Regions from separate parts of the Callithrix jacchus genome. Here region 1 is linked to region 2. The links are chromatin contacts, called in public Hi-C maps. All regions are on one chromosome and are shown on one strand. Each heading gives the region's core, a stretch centred on a gene start, on an enhancer-like site or on the middle of the called end of the contact. The rest is flanking DNA. Distances are from core to core; before and after follow the strand shown.

Region 1 (4,226 bases), core at 896-3,395, 510 kb before region 2:
CTCACTGCAACCTTTACCTCCTGTATTCTCCTACCTTAGCCTCTTGAGTGGCTGGGATCACAGGTGCCAGTGACCATGTCCAGCTAATTTTTGCATTTTTAGTAGAGATGGGGTTTCACCATGTTGGCCAGGCTGGTCTTAAACTCCTGACCTCAGGTGATCCACCTGCCTCGGCCTCCCAAAGTGCTGGGATTACAGGCATGAGCCACTGCACCCGGCCCACTTTAGTTTTCTAGCTCTTTTGCCACTTCACGTATAAAATTATGGTAAACATTCAGCTAGGTGGATCTTCCATGGAATGAATAATTTTAGATGAAGGTTTACTGAAGGTTTATTCCTCTATGTTACTAAACTTTATATATTTTTGATGAAACTATTTTTAAAGTGAAATACATGCCCTATTTTTATATAAAATTTAATAAGTACTATACAATCTTTTCTTGAAAAGAGTCATCGCAAGTAAAATCAATTGCTATATTGTGTTGTAAGCACAGTGCTATTCTTTCTACATAGGTGTCTGTGAACTATGGCCTGCAGGCTGTTCTTGTAAGGCTGGGAGATAAGAATAATTTTTACATTTTAAAAAGGTCGCTAAAAAATGTGACCTAGATCATACATGGCTTGCAAAACCTCAAATATTTATTTGGCCCTTTACAGGAAAGCTGACTGACTCCTGCTCTAGAAAAGGATGTACCAGTCTCTTCAACAAATGTCTCCAACTAGATTGAGTTTTATGCTCTGTCACCAAAGGAAAGTATTTTTATCTTGCCCCATTGTCTGACAAAATAGTTCAAATACTTGTGGAAAAATAAAGGTCATTGGTATTTATTTATTAGGTCATTTGTATTTAAAACTCTTTTGTTGCTTCTTCTTGTTACACAGTCTCCTACTCACCCTCAAGTTTTCATCAGTCACTATAACTGCCTCTAGCAGTTACTCCTCTCTACTGTCACTTTTCTAATCTCAGTAGAAATTTGATAACACAGCCTACAAATATCTTAAGGTAAGATTAAATTGGTTACATGAAGACCCTAGAACTATTTTCTGAGTAGAATACAGGTGGTTTGATGCAGCAATTTGGTGACTTATTTTGATTGCCCCAACGCCTTTTTCTTTAGCTCCACATTCTCTATTGCCCTTTGGAAAAGCAACATTTCAGGACAGATGAGGTGTTACTGTAGTATAGAACGACATCTGAAAAGATATTCATCAAAAGACTGAACTGCAGTAACTGGAGTGGTAGGATTTTCTTGGAATATCTGAATTTATTACTACTTTTACAATGAACAGACATTACTTAATTTTAAAAAAGTTAAATCAGAAGGATCTGTCTACTCAGTCTTACTGACCTAACAATCTTTATTTGGCATATTTTCTATCATAATTTGGTCATAATTTTTGGTGGTTGTACATATTGTTTGTTTTCATTTTGATTCATAGTTGGCTTGCTGAAAAATACGATGTAAACATAAAATACTGCAGTATTTAATCAACATGGTGAAAGGTGACAGTCTTTTTGACTTCTGTTCGATTCATTATTTTATACAATAAGCTCAGACGAATAATACTCAATTTGGATAATGTTAGGCTTGACGAAACACTTTACTACATCTAGTCCTCACAATATCCCTATGAGGTAGGCACATTCTCGGAGATAAAATGACGTGGGCAAAGTCCCCTGGCTCATTTGGGGAAAGGCTCAGCAGCCGGGCCAAGAAAGGTCTTTGGGGGCGCAAGTCTTTGGAGGGTAGGTCTTTTGTGGGGGGCGCTTTTAGTAATGTTAGAGCTTTCACTAAACCCTGGCCTCTTATGTGCTCTCCCCTGACATTTACCTTTACAGACTCAAATTCTTCCACGCCGGGAAGGCAGGCTGAGGGCTGCGAAAACCTGCAGCTCATACCCAAAGCTAGCACTGTCCATCCCTGGAGACCCAGCGCCCAAGAGCTCCGCTGGGCGCAGAGCGCACGGCTCTACTCCTCCCCCGAGCCGCAGACTGAGTACTGGCCCCGGACTAACCTGACCAGGTCGGTCATGCAGGAGCCCACCACTACCACCGCCGCCACCTCCTCCTGCCACTGCTTCCGGGGTTCCCCAGACGCCGCCATCGCTCAAAGGTGCTGCTGTCCAACCTGGACGCTGACCTCTGCCCTTTGCCCGATCCAGTAACCAGAGACGCCGCTCCTGCCCTCCCTAACGACGCGGGCTTTTCACACGCCTACGCGGGTCGCCCACCTGACTGCCCGAAATTACCCCGCCCACCAAGTACCCCTCTTCTTCCCGGAATAGTTTCCGTGCACAGCCTCACGTAACAGAGCCCTTCTAATATGGCGAGACTCCGCGCTCTTAGCCACGCACGGGGCAGGCGCTGAGGAAGAACTGTCAGGCACTACTGGGACGCCTTTCTGAGTGCCCGGCTCCGCGCGGCGCGGGGGCGCGCACGCTGCCCTGCTCCAGGGCGCAGAGGGGGCGGGGCGGGACGTCCGGGGAGTGCGCACGCATCCGGCCCGCGGCGCGCGCGCAGGTCGGTGCGTCGGTCGGGGGCGCGCTCGGGTACCTGTACCCCACGTAGTCGCCGGTTACCGATCGGACTAAGTTCCAGGTACCTGGACTGGGGCTGGTGCGGGGAGGTTGGATCCCAAGTCGCACAGGTGGCATGGAAAACCGTGGTTTAAATATGGCCAGAGGACTCGACTCCTCTTCCTATGGGGAAGGCCCCTGTTCCAAAGATGCCCTTCTTATCCCCATCACGCTGATCCCCTCAAGAACGAGCCCCCAAGGCCAGAGGCGTCTCTTTCTCCATATCTGGCTCATCCCGTAGTCCCTATAAAGCCCTAGTATTAGTTCCTTATTTCCTGATTAGGGGAATCATACAGTTTGGGAGACGGGAGAGTGTCCCTTTTAAGTCGTCCCCTAGAGTAGAGTGGTCATTCTTCGGGTCTGAGGTAACTTGTTTTTCTCGAATGTTGCCCCTTGGGGAAATTGCTTCTCCAGTATAACTTCCCTCGTGCGCTTCATGACGTTGACGTGACGCAGCAGGATGCCACCCCTTTCCGTTCCATGACGTCAGCAGGGCACATGTTTCCGTGTTTGTCATCTCATTTTAATTGCAAGAACCTGGATGGTGCTTTAGACGTCTTTGTATTCCCCAGGCCTCCCATCAAAGGACCTTATGTAACTTTATTTCGGAGTAGCAGACCCTTGCAAAAATTGTAATTTTGCATTTTCCTTTTGCAATATGTCAAAATCAGGAAATACAAATTGCAGAAGCAGCATTCAGGAGACTCTGACCACCGTAAATATTTGCATATCTGGGGTGTATTATAGTGCTGCCATGCGTAAGAGTTACTACTGGTGGTGACCACTGTCCATGTACCTGATTCTCTGCACGAAAGGACCAGTGTTTTTGGCTAAGTGACCTCTGATTTTGGAGTCGGTGTATTCTTTACCACCCCCCCCCCCACTTTTTTTTTAGAGAAGTCATACCTCCTCGCGGTTGAAATTGATTTTAATACTGCTTGAAACTGCACTGTCAAAAAATAAATAATAAAGAGAATTTTCTCCCCCTGTAAATAAAGATAATTCATTCCCTAAGGTATCATCCTAAAGTCACGACAGTTGCTAAATTAGAATGGATTGTTGTCACTTTTCAAGTGTTGTTTCAAGTAACTTTGTTTCAAGCGAGGTTGTTCCCTTGAACATTTGACTAGTGATTCACTCAGCCCGGGTTCAGCAGTAGGCCAGCAATAGTCCAGTTTGTTTCTAGTGATAAAACAGTCATTTGTTTAAATTCACTACTTTTTGTCTGTTCAAATTTTATAAGATATACAGTTTAAAAAATCACCTGGATGTTTTTCTCTTTGGTGATCGAAGTTATCAATGTTTATTTGAGAGGAAGATGGATATAGTAGACTTGGAAAATCTGGATTTGAATCCTGATCCTCTTGCTTCCAATGTTGAATAAGTTAGTTTATTTTGCTGAGGTTTAATTTTTTATTTGTCAAGTTTTCTTTAGCTTCCATTTGTCAAATGGGAACAATTATTGTTCTCAGGGAACAGAGTTGTGGGGAGGTAAATGAAATTACAGATAGAGGTGAGTAATATAATGCCTGATAGTGAGTAGGTATTTAGAATATATTGCTTCTATTTCCTTCTTTTGTAGAAACAGACAAAATAATAATAGGTACCGTGGGAAAAAAACAGAAGAACAATTTTGTAATATAGGTGAG
Region 2 (3,943 bases), core at 1,102-3,601:
GAGGAAGCTCCCGCTCCCCTTCCCCCTCCTCTTTTCCCCCCGCGTTACTGGAAGGACTGTGTGGGAGAGACCCAGAAGCACCCGGATTTTCGAGCGCAAGGTGGGGGAGGGCAGGGCAGCCTTTCCTGCTCACAGGAAAACCAAAAGTGCGTCTGTTCGCGCCGCTCAGACACGCGGTCGCTACTGGGAGGGCCCAGAGCGCTTTGGCCGCGCCTCCCTTTGCAGCCCCCAAGACTTGGCTAAGGCAGCCTGAGGCCCGCGTGGCCCGGGGAGGGGCTGAGAAGCGAGTGGGAAAGTGTCACGATTTCTTCTGCGCCCCTCCCGTCCTCACCCCACCCCCAGTTTTCTGGGTTTCGCTGCTGCCGCTGGGGAAGGGCTGATTCGTTTTGCGTCAAAGGACTGCATTTACTCAGTCCTGCTGGGAGAGGCGCGTAAACACCCAGGCAGGCCAGGACTCAAGGATGGGCGTGGGGGAGGTGGGGTGGAAGCAAATCACCCACGGCTGGCTTGCGCGTTCGCCTGCCCCATAGCCCTCGCCTGGGCCCGCGGAGCTGGGGACTCTGCCCAGCGGGCAGCAGCGGAGGTGCGAGGAGTCTGGTTGGCCTAGCTTCGTCGCGCACGCGCGCGTGTCCTTGGGGATAGTGTTCAGGACAGAATGTGTTTTATAGCTATAAACAATGACCCCGAGTATTGTTTGGGATTACCGTATCTTGGGGCCCTTGAGGCGGCCAGATGCCGCCAGCAGTCCCGGAAATGCCAGCGCTTTATATAGAGCCCCAGGAAAGCTTCGCGTTCCCGGCTCTATTTTTCTTTTCTATCAACACCCCCACTTTACAGATAAAGAAACTGAGGACTGAAATTGTGTGACGGTGCACATCGAGTTGTCCGCAATGGACTCTCAACAACTCTTAACGTTGGGCCCTCATAAGGACCCTGTGGGGTACAGATGCCTGGCGCTACTTAAGAATTGGGTAAACTGAGGCTTACACAGACCCTGGGCCAGAACCTAAGTTCCCTGACTTTTGCTACAGTACTACTTCTCCATGCGCACAATAATCTCAGCAGAAGGATTGGAGCTCCAGAGCAGAGAAGGGCCTTAGGTCATGTCGCCCAACGCCTTCGCTTTATAGGAGGAAACTGAGGCCCAGAGACGTCAAGGAATTCGTCCAAGATCTCACAGCTCGTAAATAGCGTAGTCAGGCGTCCCTGCTTCTAGGTCTGTGCTTGGTACCCTGTGCCGCGCCCCTCCCAGCCCCGCCCAGCGAGGGAGGGGGACCCTAGAGTCCGGCTACCCGCGCCCTGAACTTCGCTCCAAAACAGCTGAAGACGACAACGTTGGGGCACACCCTCTCATTGGCAACCTTTTTTTTTTTTTTTTTAAATTCCTAACAGTCGAGTTTGCTTGTAAACGCCCAATTACTCTTATTAGATGCGTCCTAGTTGCCCGCGTAGAGGGCGGCCGGAATGTCTTGACTGGTTAATTTTATCTTCAAGGCTATTCCTAACGAATTAACTGTACGACGAAAAAATGAAAAACAAAAAACAAAAAGGGAAGCAGCACGCAGCCCGCCACGGAGGGAAAAATAGGCAGGCCAGCCCCGCCCGGCGGCGCCGCGCCCAGCAATGACCGGGCCGCAGGGCGGCGCGGGCACCCTGCGCGCCCGGGGCGCCCGCTGCGCTCGGCGGCGCCGCGGAGGGCGCCTACGACCGCGCGCGGCCGCCACCTCCCTGCAAGCGGCTCTGCGCGCCAGGCTCCCGGCTTCCCGGTGGTGCCGCACCGAGCCGCCCATCTCGCCGTCAGGGCTGATTATTTTCTAAAACCTAGAGTCGAGACCCGCGCGGCCGCTCTCGGGGCCCCGCCCCGCGCCCCTTCCGAGGGTGGGGGAGAGGCCGCAGCGAACTCGGGAGCGGGCGAGGGAATCCCTCTCCCTCCACGTCACCCGAAAGCGAGGAAACCCGCACTCGCGTCCTCTAACGCAAATGACCATCTTTGGCAACGTGCGCCAATGGAACAGACCAAGGGCGCTGGGCCCGGAGGGTAGGCAGGGGGCGCTGGAGGGTCGGGGCTGCCTCTGCGCCCCCGAACCGTGCGGGCCGCCAGCTCCAGCCCGGGCCACCGCCTGGCTTCCTCGCGCGTAGCGCGCGGCTGGCGTCAGCGCGGCCGGGAGCCGGAGCCTGGAGGGGAGCGCTGCGCTGGCCTCCTCCCCTCCCGCGCCTCTTCCTCCTCTCGGCCTCCTCCCCCCGCCTCCTCGTGCGCTCCTCCCTCAAGGTGGAGTCTGGGGTTGACGTGAGTGAATCCACATGGTACAGGGCTGGAGAATAAAGAGTGTGGAGTTGAACTCGTGCCATTGTAGTGACTCATCTCGGGCAGAGCTCTAGGGCTCGGAGCTAACCAGCGAGCGAGCGAACGAGCGGCGCTCGGCGGGGACCGAAAGAGGGAGAGAGAGGCGCGGCCCGGCGAGGCGGGCCGGTCCGGGAGCGGGCGCCAGGGAAGGGGTGCAGGTCCGGGCGCCGGAGCGGGGAGTGGGGCCGCGTCCCTCTCAGCGCCAACTCAGCTTCAACCCCACGGGCCGCTGTTCCCCTGGCGCACTCGGGGCCGCGGGACAGGCGCGCGCGGCTTTCTCCTAGTCAAGTGTCCGAGCAGCCCCGAAACTCCGGCGGCGAGTTGGCCACGGGAAGTTTATTCGCCGGCTCCTTTTCTAAAAGGAAGAAACAAGTTTCTCCCAGCGGACAGCGTTTCTTTCCGCCTTTTTGACCCTGTCTGAAATCGGGGCGGAGGGGGGGTCCCTGGGGCTGGCAGGCCAGGCTCGCCGGGCTCCCAGTCTTTTTTAATTTCCAATTTTTGATTGGGCCGTGGGTCCCGGCTGAGCTCCGGCTGCTCGCGGGGGCGTGAGGGCGCGCGCAGGGGAGGGACCGAGAGACGCGCCGACTTTTTAGAGGGAGGGACCGGGTGGACAACTGTTCCCGCGGCGCTCGCAGAGCCGGAAAGAAGTGCCGTAAGAGGCGCTCGGGGGACGCAGTTCTCGGGGTGTCGCCGCCTCCCTGTCCTCGTCCGCCGCGGAGGGGGAGAAACCCAGGAGCGAAGCTCAGAGCCCGCGGCGCGGCAGGCGGACGACAGAGCGCGCAGCAGTTGGTGCGCGGCCGCGGCGAGGGCGGGGGAAGAAAAACACCCTGTTTCCTCTCCGGCCCCCACCGCGGATCATGTACCAGGATTATCCCGGGAACTTTGACACCTCGTCCCGGGGCAGCAGCGGCTCTCCTGCGCACGCCGAGTCCTACCCCAGCGGCGGCGGCGGCCAGCAGGTAGGTGCGGGCCCCGGTGCACCTGGCGGCGCGGGCGGACCCCTGCCCTCCTCTCGCAGCCACTGCCCTCTTTTGCTTTCTTTTCCTTTTCTTAGCGAGAAAATACCTACCAGCCACCGTTGTTAAGTTCTGGATTTTCGTCCTGCCCTTCCCCCCTGCCCTTTTAAACTAGGGGACTGGTGAGTGGGCTTGAAGAGACAACACCCTCCCCCCCATTACATTTTACCCAGACAAACTCCTGGAATTGTAGACCCCCTACCAGGAGCCTGTTACCTCCCTCCAAGAACTACCCTCTCTCCCCACTCCTCCACCCCCCGCGCCTTCTTTCTGGGTGGTGGACAGACAAGAAAATCTTTGCACCCACTGGCACCTCTGGACATCCTGGGACTGTATTCCTTCTGGAAAGTTCTCTTCCTCTCCTCCCCGGTCTCCATCAGTCTTAGCTCCTTTCTGAAAGGGGTTGGGGACCCAGAAACATGGTTGGACTCCTTCAAGTAACGAGTGAGGGCGAGGGCTGCCGCTCTGGGAATCAGGTGCGAAGGTCAGGAAGGAAAAAGCCAGCCTTGATTGGCTCCTGCCGCCTGTGTGCCCGTGCCTGCCCGTCTTCTGTAAGGGTCAGGGGCAGGAGCCTGCACTGCCC

The links. Hi-C and Micro-C count contacts between places; a contact is called where the count stands out from the background.
Region 1: a Hi-C map of skeletal muscle shows a contact between it and region 2, with 4 times the contacts expected there. The contact joins the promoter of RBKS here to the promoter of FOSL2 in region 2. A contact is called at or near these places in 2 of 3 Hi-C or Micro-C datasets (both in skeletal muscle).

Annotation. Positions count from the first base shown.
Region 1 is chr14:87,161,493-87,165,718 of calJac240_pri, reverse strand. It overlaps RBKS (ribokinase), which reads right to left and starts at 2,145. Exons shown (of 9, transcript XM_017964448.4): 1 at 2,017-2,145. The coding sequence starts at 2,105. BABAM2 (BRISC and BRCA1 A complex member 2) reads left to right here and starts at 2,479. Exons shown (of 13, transcript XM_017964446.4): 1 at 2,479-2,599.
Region 2 is chr14:86,655,582-86,659,524 of calJac240_pri, reverse strand. FOSL2 (FOS like 2, AP-1 transcription factor subunit) reads left to right here and starts at 2,351. Exons shown (of 4, transcript XM_035272949.3): 1 at 2,351-3,303. The coding sequence starts at 3,202.